Linked DNA regions of Sus scrofa: all the other regions are linked to region 1. The links are chromatin contacts, called in public Hi-C and HiChIP or PLAC-seq maps. All regions are on one chromosome and are shown on one strand. Each heading gives the region's core, a stretch centred on a gene start, on an enhancer-like site or on the middle of the called end of the contact. The rest is flanking DNA. Distances are from core to core; before and after follow the strand shown. Region 1 overlaps LOC110255736. Region 2 overlaps LOC110255634 (a long non-coding RNA gene). Region 3 overlaps LOC100520091 (a long non-coding RNA gene). Region 4 overlaps LOC100520091 (a long non-coding RNA gene).

The links. Hi-C and Micro-C count contacts between places; a contact is called where the count stands out from the background. HiChIP or PLAC-seq counts read pairs in DNA pulled down with a chosen protein or histone mark.
Region 2: a contact with region 1 is called in a Hi-C map of heart right ventricle, with 1.9 times the contacts expected there. The contact joins two enhancer-like sites.
Region 3: a Hi-C map of skeletal muscle shows a contact between it and region 1, with 14 times the contacts expected there. The contact joins two enhancer-like sites. A contact is called at or near these places in 4 of 47 Hi-C or Micro-C datasets (embryonic fibroblasts, psoas muscle and skeletal muscle) and 1 of 2 datasets of contacts at active chromatin or transcription factors (skeletal muscle).
Region 4: an H3K27ac HiChIP or PLAC-seq map of skeletal muscle shows a contact between it and region 1, with 4 times the contacts expected there. The contact joins two enhancer-like sites. A contact is called at or near these places in 2 of 47 Hi-C or Micro-C datasets (embryonic fibroblasts and skeletal muscle) and 1 of 2 datasets of contacts at active chromatin or transcription factors (skeletal muscle).

The regions. Positions count from the first base shown.
Region 1 is chr10:11,301,106-11,305,000 of Sscrofa11.1, reverse strand. The region is part of intron 2 of LOC110255736; the gene reads left to right. Among named protein-coding and RNA genes, the nearest start is that of TRNAT-UGU, 10 kb to the left of the region's middle. Within about 2 kb of position 1,635, at least 27 of the 83 cell types and tissues checked have an H3K27ac peak or open chromatin away from gene starts, as enhancers often do. A contact at or near this core is called in skeletal muscle, where this site is marked.
Region 2 is chr10:10,805,461-10,809,355 of Sscrofa11.1, reverse strand. The region is part of intron 3 of LOC110255634 (a long non-coding RNA gene); the gene reads right to left. Among named protein-coding and RNA genes, the nearest start is that of DUSP10, 98 kb to the left of the region's middle. Within about 2 kb of position 1,970, at least 6 of the 83 cell types and tissues checked have an H3K27ac peak or open chromatin away from gene starts, as enhancers often do.
Region 3 is chr10:11,003,100-11,006,994 of Sscrofa11.1, reverse strand. All of the region lies in intron 3 of LOC100520091 (a long non-coding RNA gene), which reads left to right. Among named protein-coding and RNA genes, the nearest start is that of DUSP10, 99 kb to the right of the region's middle. Within about 2 kb of position 2,199, at least 5 of the 83 cell types and tissues checked have an H3K27ac peak or open chromatin away from gene starts, as enhancers often do. A contact at or near this core is called in skeletal muscle, where this site is marked.
Region 4 is chr10:11,024,083-11,027,977 of Sscrofa11.1, reverse strand. All of the region lies in intron 2 of LOC100520091 (a long non-coding RNA gene), which reads left to right. It overlaps LOC110255581 (a long non-coding RNA gene), which reads right to left. Exons shown (of 2, transcript XR_002336123.1): 1 at 2,091-3,895. Among named protein-coding and RNA genes, the nearest start is that of DUSP10, 120 kb to the right of the region's middle. Within about 2 kb of position 2,232, at least 28 of the 83 cell types and tissues checked have an H3K27ac peak or open chromatin away from gene starts, as enhancers often do. A contact at or near this core is called in skeletal muscle, where this site is marked.

The sequences.
Region 1 (3,895 bases), core at 386-2,885:
ACCTTGGCCTGTTACCTAACATCTCTGAGCCTCATTTTATCTGTAATGAAAGTGTTTCTTTCCTTAGAGAGTCAACGCAGACTGGTTTCTTGGTTGTGAAGATTACATAAGATAAACTCATAGGGCTCGTAGCATGTAATTTTTGCCTTTTATTCTATTTTATTTTCGTGTCTATTTTATTTTAGTGTATGGCTGCACCCATGGCATGTGCATGTTCCCGGGACAGGGACTGAATCCGAACCGCAGTTACAACTTACAAAGTTAAAGTGGGATCCTTTAACCCACTGCCCTGGCCAAGGGTCACACCTGTACCTCTGCAGTGACCCGAGCCGCTGTAGTCAGATCTTAACTCATTGTGCCCCAGTGGAACTCCTGATTCGTGCCTTTTAAATGGTAGCAGGAGCAGTAGTTGTTATCACTAGTAGTATTTTTATTTTTACATTTCTGTGTACCTGCCTTCTAGAAGAGTGGGTCTCAACCAGTGCTGGGTTTGGACCCCCAGGGAACATTTGGCGGGGCCTGGAGCTATTCCGATCGTCTTCATGGGGAGAGGGACGCTACTGCCACCTAGTGGGTAGAGACCAGGTTCGCTGCTGACCATTCCTAGTGTACAGGACGGAGCCCCCCCAGCCCATTCAACCCAGTGGTACCAAGATGGAGAGACCCTACTCTGGATATCTGAAAAGAATTAGGAGCTTGAAGGTCAGAACTGTTGGATGGTGTTGGGGTGATGGATTTGGTTCTTGCACTGGCAAAGAGGCACTGAGTTTAGGGGGCTGTGGGCAGTCCCACATCTACCCTCACTGCTGCAGAGGAAGTGAGTTCTTGTGGGAACCTGCATCTAATAACGCTGATGGAGTTCCCATTGTGGCTCGTGGGGTAACGAACCCGACGAGTATCTGCAAGGATGTGGGTTTGATCCCTGGCCCCACTCAGTGGGTTAAGGATCCCACGTTGCTGTGGTGGGGTGTAGGCAGGCAGCTGCAGTTCTGATCTGACCCCTAGCCTGGGAACCTCCCTATGCCGCAGGTGCGGCCCTAAAACAAAATACTAATAACCCTGAGATTCCCCCCTGCGACCTACACCACAGCTCACGCAGGAGCTGGATCCTTAACCCACGGAGGGAGGGCGGGGATTGAACCTGCATTCTCATGGATACTGGTTTTGTTAGCACAACGGAAACCCCCCACACTGAGATCTATACCCCTTAAGGGTGCTGTGAGGATAAGCCTGCCCCGAGAGCGTAGAGACGCTGGTACGAAAGGCTAAATAAAGCCAAGACGATTGCATCAGGTCCCGCGGGAGGGCTGCCTTCCTGCGCGGTGGTGTTCTGGGCACCTGGGCGTTGCATGAGCCCTCGTCTCTCATGAGCTCATCGTTTATAAATGACAGCCACCCAAGTTGGAAAGTATGACCCCCCCCTCCCCCCGGGTTGGCAAGTGGAAAACTTACTCAGCTTTCTTGCTGGAGCCTCGTGTCTTAACTTATTTATCTTAAAAATAAGACGAATATACTGCTGCAGGCAAGCTCCGTTATGTGAGAAGAGAAAAATGCGTGTAAGAAGTTCTTGAGAGCGCAAACTTTGTCAAGGTTACCGCTGTTATTTCTTTTGGTTGCGGTGGAGCAAGTGGACACTAGGTGGCGCTACGTTCTCGCGCGAGAGGAAGCTCTGCCTTGGGTGTAAGTTATCACTGTCGGTCCTGGAGCACACGCACCCCAGAGTGAAAAATATAGTAACAGGCAAGATTTAGTTCTTAAAATAAGTCAGCGGCCCAGTGAAGCAAATACAGCCATGGCAGGTACATTTTTTTGCTTCAACTGATGGAGAAGGGCATTTATTGCCTACAGGCATCTGGCTACAGATATCAAATGATAAAAACACGCAATGTAATGAAACCTCGCAGCAGGCCTGGCCTCAGGAGAGAATGGGAGGCAGCTGGGCCCAGCCATGGGCCCGGGATCTGGCACGGATGTTCTTCTGCCGTGACGGTTTCATAAATGCGCAGTTGTCCTGCAAAGACCGTTCCCATCGTCTGTTGGCTCTTCCCCGCACCTCGCCACGTCTCTGAGCCTCAGTGTTTCACCAGTTAGAATAGGGATGGCTTTCCTCGCCGGGGTCCTTGTTAGAGGGTGAGCAGAGTGACGATCACACCAAGAGAGGAAGTCGGGTTGCATGTTGTCATGGTGATGGGGCCAGACTACTCCCCAGACCCTCCGCCGGCACCCCCCCCCCCCCCCCCCCCCCGCCCCGGCCTCTAACGCCACTGCAAGGGGATTTTTGGATTTCCTGGCCCTCAGGCAAGTTCACAATCCTCTCGCCACTCTTCTCCACACTCTGTAGACTCTACTGCAAAGTGCCTCCCAGGTGGGTTTAGAAAGGGAGGTACAGGGGTAAAAGGGTGGCTTCAGGCCCAACAGTCCTGTTTTCCAGCTCTGCCACGAGCTAGCCCTTTGACCTTGGAAATGACCTTCCACCAAAGCCTTAGCGCTCTGCGCTCACCTGTAAAATATGGATGCAAAGGGCAGGGTGTTTGCCAGAGGGGCTGAACATCTCTGAATGAATGCGCACCAATCAGAACCCCAGAGGATTGCAGATCCAGCGGCCAGACGGCAGAGGGGGAGTTCCGCCCAGAGGAGGGGCCTCGGATGGAGGTGCGCCCCGCCAGTCCCACCAGTCCTTTCGTTTTGCTTGGGTCAGCCCAGCCCTGGTCCCTCCCGAGCTTTGTAAACTTTTACCATCCACTCTCTGCTCTTCCGCCGTTTTCCTCCAGGTACTGCTGGCTCCTGGATGGAGGGGCAGGGCAGGGTGGCACCTTAGGGACACCAGCTTCCTCAGTTAGTGTTCAGGGCACCTGCAAGGTTGTTTCATCCTAGGAAACGAAGATGAATCACTGGCAAGTTCTGGGCGGGGGTGGGGGGTATGGTAGAGATGGGGGGGTGTATTACCTCTCACCTCTGATGGAGCAGGGGGGTGGGAGATGCAGCAGCCCCCTGGGAGCAGCAGAGGTGCTCCTTTGTCTCGGATTAGAAAGTGTCTAGAAGCTGCTCCTTAAAGGCTATGCAGCGCCTTCTTGTTGGGTCATCAATGGTGCTTCAAAGGAAAGGCAGACACACACCTGTTCTCCAGGCAGATCAGGGCTTTATTTTTGTCCAGAGTCGTACCTCATGTTATAAACAGCATGGGCTCATTGGGTGCCACAGGGTGGCTGTCCTCATGGCCAGTTTAAGACATTTGTCAACACGGAAGTGGCCTGTGAGCCTCCGGCCTGGGCCGGTCCCCGTTGTCCCCCAGTCAGGGGGAAGGCCAGGTGGTCAGGACAGGCCAGTGCCCTCACCACTGGGCTCTGAAACTAGGGCTGTCTGGGCCAGTGACTTTTTAGGGCTTGACATTCCCCTTCCTGCCAATGTGACAAACTGGTGGATCATCTCCAGCTCCCCGCCGAGGTCCAACCTTTGGGATGCAAATGGTTCTTGAAATAACTCTGATCTTGAACTTGCTGGCATCTGGTCATCTCCCAGACCTCAATTCCCATCCCCCCCCTCCTTAGAGTCAAAGAGCACCTCATCTCCTGGAGCAGGACAATCAAGCTTTGGAAGGTGAAGTGTGTTTTCCAGCCTTGCCTGTCCCCTCCCAGGTCATTCTAGGTTGTCAGTTTCAGGGAGGGTGGCTGGGCCAGGGACCTGACATTGGAGAGGGCACCCTGCGTCTTAGGTGCATTATATACATTTATCTCACTTGTTACTCACTACCACTCTGCCCAGAAGCAGTAACTAGCCGTGACTTAGCCATCTCTTCAAGGATGACCTTGTCTCGCTCATCATGCAGCTTGAAAACGGTGTGATTGTATTTTAAGCTCAGATCTGAACTCTTCCCAGTGTGTCGTACTGTTGGTTT
Region 2 (3,895 bases), core at 721-3,220, 500 kb after region 1:
CAGTCAGATTCATTTCCGCTGCGCCACTATGGGAATGCCGGCAACCTGTGAATTCTTGATCAAAGTACAGAATATGATGTTTACCCTGGTCCCTAACCTGCCAGTCTAGTGATAACGTACCACAAAAAGATAGTGAGCTACACTCTGCTTTGACTAAATCCGTACTGTTTTCTGGTGACGTCTCCCTTCCTAAGAACACATAACCCGGTCTCGAAGCCTCCTCAGGATTACTGACATGTTTGCTTGTTTACTTGTATTTTTCCACTTTGGGGAGATCATGCCTTCATTTACCCGAGACGTATTCTGCTTCTCATGTTTTCTGGAAGAAAACAGGCTGTGAGTTAGCAGTGTCATTTGCATACAGCCCTTGAGTATCCTGAGATAAAATGTGTTACAGCCACGAGACGGAAAATCACAGAGGACAGATTGTCATTTCTTATGATGTTTTTTCCTTATCCTGCTGAGTATCTGTTCTTCTTTCTTCTCTGAAAAATCATTCTCTCAGAGAATACAGGTATGTGTTAGGAATTTGAGATTTAGAGTTTATACGATAATGAAGGCAAGTGCCTCGGTCTCCTGCTTTTGGAGAGTGGAGGGGTCCATGGATTTGCAGGCACGATTCTGGCGAATATTTACTGCATGATTCTGGTGAATATTTTCTGGCAAATATTTACTGATTATCTTGTCTTCCTTCATCCCTTGACCACTTAGCATCTTTCTCCCCACTTCGTCCCTCACAAACCCTTTGCCATCTTTGGTGGTGGCTTCGTAAGATTCTCTAAAGGGTCCATGGCCCTGGACATGTTAATGGAAGAGAAATTCTCTCTCATTGGTATCCCTGGTGCTTAGCTGAATTCTGTGCACGGTGGGACAGCCGACAGATTTTGGTGGGGCACATCAATGAATACTTTAGTGCATTCTGTCTTTTCCATGAAAAGAAGCTACAGCTTTCTCATTTCTATTCATGCTTCAAGTGAGTCTTAAAGAAAAAGTGTCCCTTTCTCCCTCTGAGCTCTTTTAAGCTTTAGTTCTTTTCAGACATGATGGCTGTGAACACACTGTCCTCTTTTTTAATATAAATTCTATGGCTTTTCTGATCTCCTTATCTTCATTCATGTGCATTCACACTCATTTCTTAAATTAGAATAATTCTTCCCTGCAGTTTCCTTTGTGGCGCAGCGGTAACGCACCCAACTAGGATCCATGAGGATGCAGGTTCGATCCCTGGCCTCGCTCAGTGGGTTGAGGATCCGGCGTTGCCGTGAGCTGTGGTGTAGGTCACAGACACAGCTTGGATCCTGTGTTTCTGTGGCTGTGGTGTAGGCCGGCAGCTACAGCTCCGTTTCGACCCCTAGGCTGGGAACTTCCATATGACACGGTTGCGGCCCTAGAAAGCAAAAAAAAAAGGGGGTGGGATAATTCTTCCATGTCCCCTTTATGCACAGCTAAGCCCCCGCTGGTGGCCCTTGATGGTGTGCTACTCAGGACTCCCGTTCTGAGCATCAGGAGCATAACCACTGACAACCCACGGGCCTCTGTGCCTGCACATCCCCGCGGGGCTGGTGCAGAGGCCGTGCTTCCCACCAGCAGCTTGCAGCCAACGCCTGGCACAGTCAGGCTGCCCTGGAAATGGGGGCGTTTCTGGGCTGGGCTCCTCCAAGGGGCGGTTTCTGCTCAGGAACTGCCCGTTGACTTTACTGAGACTTTCTCAAAGCCAACCACTATCTCAGTCTACTCTAGCTCAAAGACCCCACTCCCGGGGTGGACCTGGCCCTTCCTGGTTTCTCTGGAATAATAAAGCTGTGACGGAAGGGAGGGACGGGGTCCGAGGCTTCGGCCCGGCCACCGATGGATTCCTCCCTGCCGGGTCTTCGGCTTTCCAAGTTCTCACTGGGAGAAAGTGAAACCCAAGCCACATGCCATTTCAATTACGTGAATCCTCCTGTCTTTTGGGGCCCTGGGGGGTGCTGCAGACTTTTTAGTTGCGTTTTCATCAGCAAAACGAATGATCCTGAGGACGAGCACATCTACCCCTTGCTGTTCATGTGTTTTGCCAGCCCGCCCATGATCTGCTTGGGGAAACCTGCTCGAATTTCAACAAGAAAAGAATCAGAGATGAAGGATTCTTGTGTTCCAACATGTATATCGGTTTTTAAACTTTCCTTGGATAAGAAGCTGGCTTTCTGACACGGCTACGAGGGGACCCGTCAGCAGCACGTCGGACAGACTCCATCCTGTGCTGTGTGATAAACACAGAAGCCTCAGTTCTAGAAAAGTCAGGCTCCAGCTGATGTGGCAAGTAGGATAAAAAAATAGAAGACAGGAAAAAAAAAAAAACCCAAAAAAACCCAAACCAAAAAACCAACTCCAAGCCACTTTAAAAAGGCATAAAAAATAGAAGACAGGAAAAAACAAACAAACAAAAAAACCCAAAAAAATAGATAAAAAATAGAAGACAGGAAACAAACAAACAAACAAAAAAACCCAAACCAAAAAACCAACCCCAAGCCACTTTAAAAAGGCAGCCACTTTGATTTTTCCCCATGACCTTTGAAGTGCTGATTGTTAAAGCGGAAATAATCAGAGTGCGAAAAGATGCAGAGTGGTGATAAAACAGAAAAGCCATTATAAAACATAAAAGCTACTACTGAGTAAAATCTAAGTTCAAAAAAGAGAAACTATTACAGTACTTGTTGCCATGTTTGACTTTCAAAATGCCATGGAAAGTGAAATTTCAGAGTTCCATGGTGGCACAGCAGAAACAAATCCAACTAAGAACCATGAGGTTGTGGGTTCAATTCCTGGCCTTGCTCAGTGGGTTAAGGATCTGGCATTGCCATGGCTGTGATATAGGCCAGCAGCTGTAGCTCCGATTTGACCCCTAGTCTGGGAATCTCCATGTGCCGAGGGTTTGCCCCTAAAAAGCAAAAAAAAAAAAAAAAGAAAGAGAAGTTTCCAAAATGCAGGTAATTATTATTAATCTTGCTAGTTATAAAATCAAAGTCTTTGTTATAGAGTCTACAAATTTCTGTAAAAAGTAAGCCTGCTTGGGGAGGTTTTGTAGACTAAGAAATTCTTTGAAGGCTCCTGAAATCACCCCCTTTGGAAGCCCTCCATTCCATCAAAGACCATGTTTTTGAGGTAAGTCAGGCCTTCCTCTCCAAATCCTGCATCTTTTCCGGTCCCAGAGATAAAATGCCCTTCCTCTTTCTCCTTATGGGTTTGCAGAATAGAGCCACATATACAATAAACCAACTACTTTCCCTCCCTGTAATTTCTCCCTCAATTTGTTTCCTGGAAATAAGTGGGTATAACTCGCTTTGTAGGACCTTGGAAAAATACCAAGAAAGAAGGGACAATTCAAAGCGTATGTTTTAAGATCTGCTCAGCTGGAGAAGATACCAAAGGTTTAATCTCCTCACCCAAAGACGTGCATCCCATGTGCCGCACATGATTATATAATCAGAATGACCACACATTGGTCAATGCAAAACCTGCGTGGACAGACAGGTCAGCGATTTCTGCATTTCTGCAAGGCTTCTAACATCCAGAACATGTTCACAGTCTGCAGCCTGGGCAACTGACCTTTATAGTCTTTATTGTCTTTGTGGAAAAGCAAACATCGCTTAAATTTAGTCAGGTAACAAGCGGAAGAGTCAAGAAGAAAATAATTTTGATCTCTATACGTGAGCAGAGAGTAATCCACTGTGTGTTGGGGACACAGCCATGATGAGTTATCCAAAAAGTAATCAGGAAGCAACCCATGTGGAACTGAGTGATTATAAAGAGTAGAAGTAGAAGGATAGGGCACTGGGAGATTCTGTCCCTGGATTTTGTCACTATCCACCTTCTCTATTTCAGAGTGCACAAAGATGCAAAGTGGTGTTATTGCTTT
Region 3 (3,895 bases), core at 950-3,449, 300 kb after region 1:
AACTCATAGAGTAATGGCTTTTAATTGGTACTTTTAATATGTACTTGATCCTTTTTTGTCCAAGCACCATCTTGTCTGATGATTATCTCTCATGATTCTCAGATTTTAAGTTGCCTATAGCAAGAATGAGGTGCCTCCTGGAATTCTGATGAGACCAATGCTCTGGGTATGCTAGTCAGCTTCTGCTGATACTCTGCCAGCCTGGCTGATCGGGACCTGCCCCCGTGATGAGCCATGGTTCAGCAGGAGAAGGAGCCCTGGGTCAACAGGGACAGGCTCTCAGCTCAGGGAATGCAGTTATATGTGTATGAAAATTTTCCTCTAAGTCCCCTCAAGGATGATCTCAGGGGTGATATTTTGTTGCTGTAACATCTTACCCTGAAACCCTTAGATAGAAAAATAGACTGATAGATAGATAGATGATACAGAAAAGTGATAGATACGGATATAGAGATAGATGGATATAGACAGGTGTCTCTATGTATCTATGTCGCCATCTATGAATCTATGTCTGTCTGTCTGTCTGTATCTATCTATGGCCTTTGCAGTTATAATATCCATATTGTGATGAACCACGATGTCTGCAAAAAGGCAGTCCAGCTGGGTGAGTCAGCCCCAGGTGGGCTTTGCAGGCCGCAGCATCCAGAGGCTTCATCCTCCCGACCATTCATGGAATGCACTCGGTCTGGAAGTCGTTAGGAGCGCATAAGCCCAGAACGCCCTGATGTCATCTTTAAACGGTGACATGATTCCAGAGCGTAAAGCTGAACCTCACATGACTTTCCCTAACTACATGCTTATGACTGACCCCAAATTTCCAGCAGATGCACTAATCTTTTCACCCCTGCTGTGTTTGGAAGAGCCTCTGTGATGCCAAAATGCACAAATGAGCTTGACTCGGACCATTCTCAGCTGCTTACGGCAGCCTCTAGCTAACCCTTACCAGCTTATTTCTATTTGAGCCACTTTTTTGCATCGTAAATACTTATGGTATACGATTAGCTGAAAAAATACGGCACAGCATTTTATGTAGAGCAGCTCAACAACTTAAAATAGGAATGGAAATATGATGGAAATAGGTTCACTAAAATATTAAGTAGTTTTCTCTGGGTGGATTTATTTATTTTTTTGTCTTTTGTCTTTTCAGGGCCGCACCCCCAGCATAGGGAGGTTCCCAGGCTAGGGGTCTAATCAGAGCTGTAGCCGCCGGCCTATACCACAGCCACAGCAATACCAGATCCGAGCTGCATCTACAGCCTACACCACGGCTCACAGCAACACCGGATCCTTAACCCACCCAGCAAGGCCAGGGATTGAACCCACAGCCTCATGGTTCCTAGTTGGATTCATTTCCGCTGCATCAGGACGGGAACTCCTGTTTTTCAAAATATGTTTAGTACCATTTCTCTGGATTTAAAAAAAAAAAGTCTACAATGATTCTATTAATAGCATTTATATTCACAAGTCTGGGGCTATTCAACGACTTTTACATGGATCTTATGAGCACAAAATGAGATAACACAAGGAAGGCAGCTGAAGAAAAGGGGGGGGAGCATTTTTGTGTTTATGGTGCTTAATGGACTTCAGAGGAAGCAACAATAAAATTTTAACTTAAAAATTATCCGAGAACAGATTGTACCACCTCCACAGACAGGTGATAACTGCGTGCCAAGTTAACACATCCGCCTCCAGTTCTGCCTCAAACGATGACGTGAGGCCTTAGAGGGCCTCGGAGCAAAACGGCAACGTGTACCTCAGAGGTGAGGCGTGCTCGGCCTCACGCCCCTGTGTCCATCCATTCACTTCACCTTGTCCGTGTCACTCCTTGGCCCAGTAGGGACGTTTTTGGCCCATGAATGTGCCCCGTGGCCAGGCTCCCCCTCCCAGCTGGTCCAGCCCTAATGTTGGGGACTGTGCCCCCAGCACCGCGGGCAGTGCGGAGGGCCGGAGGCGGGCGAGCTCTGGGTCTTCCACTTTTCTCCACTCTGCTGTGCACGTGCGCTGAACGCCATCTCTTTGAGTGATGACATTTGTCCGGGCCAGATGCTCAGCCCCAGTCTCGCTTCCTCTTCTTTCGTGTCTCCTAAGGGGCGTAATCCAGTGTCTAAATATAAACTGTCATCTGAAAATACATACCCACTTCTGCCAGGGCTTTTATTTTTCTCCCAGATGATGTTACCAAGGCTTCTATTAATAAAGGTAAGGCCAAGTGGCCAAACATGGCTCTTCACTTCTTTCCAGGTGGAGGGAGGGGGAGCCAGGGCTCAAGGTGCCCAGACATGAGCTGCCCCCTTCTTTTCTCTGGGAAACACCACAGCAGGTGGCACTAGTACATGGGACCATGTGTGCTTGCACCTTACCGTCACACTGCAAGCAGCGTCCACCACCAGTATTGCACCTGTAGGGAAGAATATGCAAGAGGTGGACTTTGACCAAGGCGGGGTGTGCAGGAAGAGCCCCATAAACCTGGCCAGGCCCCAGCTCTCCAGCACAGCAGTTGCCTACAATTCTCACCATCCACTGCGGTACCAACTCTTCCTACTACCAGGAAGGTGCCACCACTGGAGCAATCTAATGGCCCATATGCAGCTCTGTCCTCACCCTGGCCGTGCCCCAGAGAACACACAGGGAAGAACTCGATCCTCATCCTCACTGATCTCTGCCCATACCATCCAAGAACCTCTAAATAAACCCTGCTTACTCCACTCCTAATTATAGCCATGTCGTATTGAGAGCTTACTCTGGGCCAGGCACTGCAAACATAGGACTTGTCTGAACAACACCTCTATGAGATGGTTGTTATTCTGCTTAATGGATGCAGAGACCCGGGCTCAGAGAGGTTAGATAACCAGACTCAGTCATGTATCCCAATATAGTAGAGTCTGGATTCAAACACAGACCCACTGGACTAATTCTTCTAAACCACCGTGCTTTCTTCGAATTCCAGTGGACTGATGTAGTATTTTCAAGACAATTCAATAACTACCCATCCTCCAAGGGCAAAGGAGTGGGGTCAAGGAAGGGTTACACTTCTTGGCCTCACGCTCACTCTAAGTGACCTTAGTGAGCAGGACATCAATTTGCAGTCATCCCTTCTGAAACCGAGAAAGAGCAGAGTGACACCTGAGCTGCCCTGGTGGGGATTATCCTTTCTGGGACTTGGGACATCAAGCAGGCTTCTTATAAGGGGACTCGAGGTTATGCAATTGCATCTTCTCCCAGAGTTTACAAAGGCTGAAGGAATTTGGTTCTACTATTAATAGCTCAGATGCCTCTTGCTAGAAAGGGTGACATATGTCCATCCTGAGATAACACATGACCTAGGCATGTAAATTTATGGACAGAAAGGACCCTAGCAAAGGAATCAACGACTACTGGTTCATGGACAAGGCACAAGGAGTGAGAGACCTGATGTCATCCCAAGGTTGGGACGGCAGTTTGTCGTTGCACCTCTACTGCTCAAAATGAACATCGATGAGTTCTGGAATGATCCGCAGCCTAGTTACACAGAGGGTGGGAAAGAGTGATTGCTGTGCTGATGAGGGCATCTGCCTGGCTCTGAGCTTCCTCCTGCCTGGTGTCCTAAATGGATCTGTCCTTCTCATTCAGATGGGAAAGCTCAGGTCGGGGGATCCAGACAAGTGGGGTGGGGGGGAGGGCTGGGAAGGGCACGGGGCTTAGGGTCTACGGGCCCCCATTCAGGACTACCTAGTGAGGGCGTCCCTTTATAGAAGCTGGCGTCACAGCCTTCTACCCTGTCCTGTGGAACAGCTGTCAAGGGTGCTGACCAGCAGCCTTGACTCTGCTTTCATCTAAAGTATTTTTACTGCATCTACCTTTTCCTGCCTCTGTCCTTGCGTGTGTCTCTGGTATGTGATCTCAGAATCCAGCTCAA
Region 4 (3,895 bases), core at 983-3,482, 280 kb after region 1:
GCTGTATACCTGAAAGTAACACAAATTTGTAAATCAACTATGGTTTAATTAATTGATTAATTTTTTTTGCTTTGTAGGGCTGCACCTTCAGCATATGGAAGTTCCCAGGCTAGGGATTGAATTGAAGCTGCAGCTGCCAGCCTACACCCTACACCACAGCCACAGCAACTCGAGATCCAAGCAAAGTCTGTGACCTACACCACAGCTCATAGCGATGTAGGATCCCTAACCCATTGGGCAAGGCCAGGGACCAAATCCGCATCCTTTTGGACACTAGTCAATTTCATTTCCACTGTGCCACACGGGAACTCCAACTATAGTTTAATTAAAAAAGTTGTTTGAGGAGGTCTCTTTGTGGCTCAGTGTTTAATGAACCCGACTAGGAACCATGAGGATACGGGTTTTATCCCTGGCCTCCATCAGTGGGTTAAAGATCTGGTGCTGCCGTGAGCTGTGGTGCAGGTCACAGGCGTGGCTCGGATCCTGAGTTGCTGTCGCTGGGATGTAGGCTGGCAGCTGCAGCTCCTACTTGACCCCTAGCCCGGGAACCTCCATATGCCTTGAGTGTGGCCCTAAAAGGAGAAAAAAAAAAGTTGCCCGAGAACCGTTACATGAAGCATAAAGTAAAAAATCATTCAGCATGACATTTCCATTACAGCTGCTGCACTTCTGCAGGGACGGTCCAGCCATACTAGCACAGTTCTCAGGCTCCAAAAGACCATCACTTTCCTCATTTTGTTTCCACCGCATCCAGTACTGACACCATTGTCTTTACTGGATTCCACCCATCCTTCAAGACGCAGCTGAGGGTCTCTCGACTGCAAAGCCCTCTGGCTCTCCCGGGGCTCATCCCTCAGCTCCCCAGTGCAATGAATCCCTTCCTCCAGCACTTCCAGCATCCATCTTATTACATTATGGTTAGTGATTCAGGTCCGATGGGAGACAGACAGGAACAGGCAGGAGGCAGGATGCAGTTGACTCCATCCTCTGATGGAGAGAAATCCAGGGTATGCTCTGGCCACCCAGAGAAGGGGCCCTGTGGCCACTCTGGAGAGGCTGGGTCCTCTGAGAAGCAGGTGTGAAGACGGCGCAAGTGAGCAAGAACATTTATTAGGGACAATGCGTGTAGGAGAAAATAGGATGGGGCACCGGAAGGGGCCAAAAGGACCATCAGACACACTACAGACGCGCCCTGGACTTCAGAGCAGCACCTGCCCCCCGAGCCGGTTATGCCTCTGCAGTCAAAGGCTGCAAGGTGCACTTACACCACAGAGTGCGAGGCACTAAGTAAAAATACCTGCAGAGGCATTTTGTAAGTGATTACACACCGTAAAAATAACAGTTGTTTTCATCATAAACCTCCAGGAACTATTATCCATAGTAACATCAGAACATCTCAGAGTTAAGCAAGAGGCCAGTGGAGAGAAATTAACCAATGAAGCCACAGATGTTGGTTTTGCAATCGCGTAAGAGATGGCAGGCAACATGAAGACTTTTGTTCTCAAAAGCTCTGAGTGAATTTAGATCTTGGATTTAGCAACTGGCGAGGCTGTGAAACTCCTGTCCCTTGGGTCTTTAAGATTGTAAACAAGCAAGCAACAAGAGTGGAGTCAGTATCCGCCACGTGCTCATCAGCGTGCTGGATGCCCTGGGGACGAGGACCACGAGGGGAAGCTAGCCCTGGGGAGGAGGCCAACGGGGAGGTGAGACCAGTCTCATAGATGACAGAAAGATGGATGGACACAGCTAGACAGGTAGAGCTCTCTGATGCGGAGAGACCAACATCGCCTGCTCAGACAAAGGAAATAGAGCCTGTCCTTGACCAGGAAACCAGGCGGAACCCACCCTATGACTGTGCTATGTCACTCCTCTACTTAGGGATCAATTATTGACAAGCCTTAGAAATGACAAAGACGAAATAAAGATGAGAGTGAAATCAGTTAGATGGAATGCATGGAAATGTGCAATGAAAATATTGCCATCAGGTGGCTGAGTAGGATCTCCCTGAGGGTTCCAGATCCTGAGCCCCACCGGTCACCCAAGCTTCTAGAATAAAGTCATGCTTCACTCTGAGTTTCTGAGCCACTGACCTGAGCTTTACTCATCCCGTCCGTCCGTCCTGCGTGCTTCCCAGGTGAGGGGAGTTTCCGGGCTCCCGAGGCTATAGATGGTCTAATGGACACTCTCACCCCGGCCCTGGCCTCAGATTCCCTTTTCAGGGAGAGAGAGGCTCGGGCGGGCTGAGTCATCCCCGTGATAAACGCTGTAGTCACTCTAGGGAGGTGTCCCCAGCTGCCCCTGCTGGAGGGCACCCAAGTGAGTAATGCTGCCAGGGTCACGTGGCCCTGGAAGGGAGCTGGATCCCGCCTGTGCCAGGTCCATGCAATGAGCTTGCTTGCAACACACACACACACAGATCCTGACAGTTCCCCCAAGGGGACCGGAGGCCTGTCTGGGGGTCCTGTTGACTTAGAAACTGAACTTGCAGATGGAAGGCTTAGGAGCCAGTGGACAGACAAGAGAGGCTGACAGAAGCGAGTTCCTAGAGAAGAAAAGTCCTTGGAGGAGTGTTGCCCGGGGATCCCTGGGTGGGGATCTCCAGGGGGAGCCTGCCCCTTTCTACACAACCTCAGCACAGTGCCTGGGGCTGACACTGGCCCAGGGAAAGGGGGGGGGGTGTCAACATCTCCCAGGCTCGGGATAATCTAGCGGCTAAATGCTACCATGGGAATCTGGGTCCAGAACGCACCAGACCCCAAACTCTTCCCCCTGGCATTGGCCACAGGGGCTGGAGTTCTGGGGAGCTGCCCAGCAGATCCAGCACGATGCTTTGTGCAGTCTCACCTTAAAGGGATTTTATCCAGGCTCTTTGTCTTACTGAGAGTGAGGCTCGAATATTTGCTCCAGGCTTCATAGCGTCCTTCAGCTTGATCTTCCATGTCGTTCATTTGGGTCTCGACTGTTGACTCGAAGCTCCCACGTGCTCCTGTTCTCTTGTTTCCTCCTCCCTCCTGCTCCTCCTCTTCCTCCTCCTCCACGTCTCTCTGTTGCTCTCTCTCCCTCTCTCCTCTCCTCCTCTCCCACATGGACGTCTGTCCCCTTTAGGCACTTGGTTTCACTGGGGTCATTATCTTCCGTGGTCAGTTGGTTCGTTCTCTCTGTCTTTGCCCTCCTCAGTGTCTGTTCCGTGGCTCAGGTCCAGGGCTGGGTACCTGCAGCAGCAGCCCACCAGCAGGTTCTAGAAGATCAGAGCCTCCCCACCCCAGGGCTTGTCCTGCAACAGCTCATAGATTGTCGTTTCCAATAGGAAACCATTCTGTTTTTGATGTCAGCTGTACAGGCCAGTGCTCCCGAGACTCGGAGTAAGGAGAACACCAGCAGTGGCTTCTGAATCTGAGAAGGGCGATGCATTGGCATAATGTGTGTGTGTGTGTGTGTGTGTGTGTGTGTGTGTGTGTGTGTCTAAACTCCTTTCTTCAACAATACTTGTGTTCAGCGTATTTGTGGATAAGACACTCTCATCTATTCTGAATAACTGTCGGGGACACCAGACGACGTGGCGAAGCCCTTGCTCAGGTTACAGATGGGCAGATGGAACTCGGGACAGTGAATTGAGGCTCTCCCAGATTCTTGGTGGTCAAATATGGCCTAGAGATTCCGTCTTCTGAGCCTCCGTGACCAGGGGCCCTTCTTCTGGGTAAGATGTACAAAGGTTACAGCTGTAAATATTAAATCGGTGCATGTAGAGAGCTTGGAGACCTGGGTTCCAGATACGGCTCAGCCCTGGGGTCTAAGACATCAAATCCTTTCTCTGAGCTTCAGCTTCAAATACATAAATAAATAAATAAATAAAACCACGAGCTTCAGTATTTAAATATTTAAATACTATCCTGTC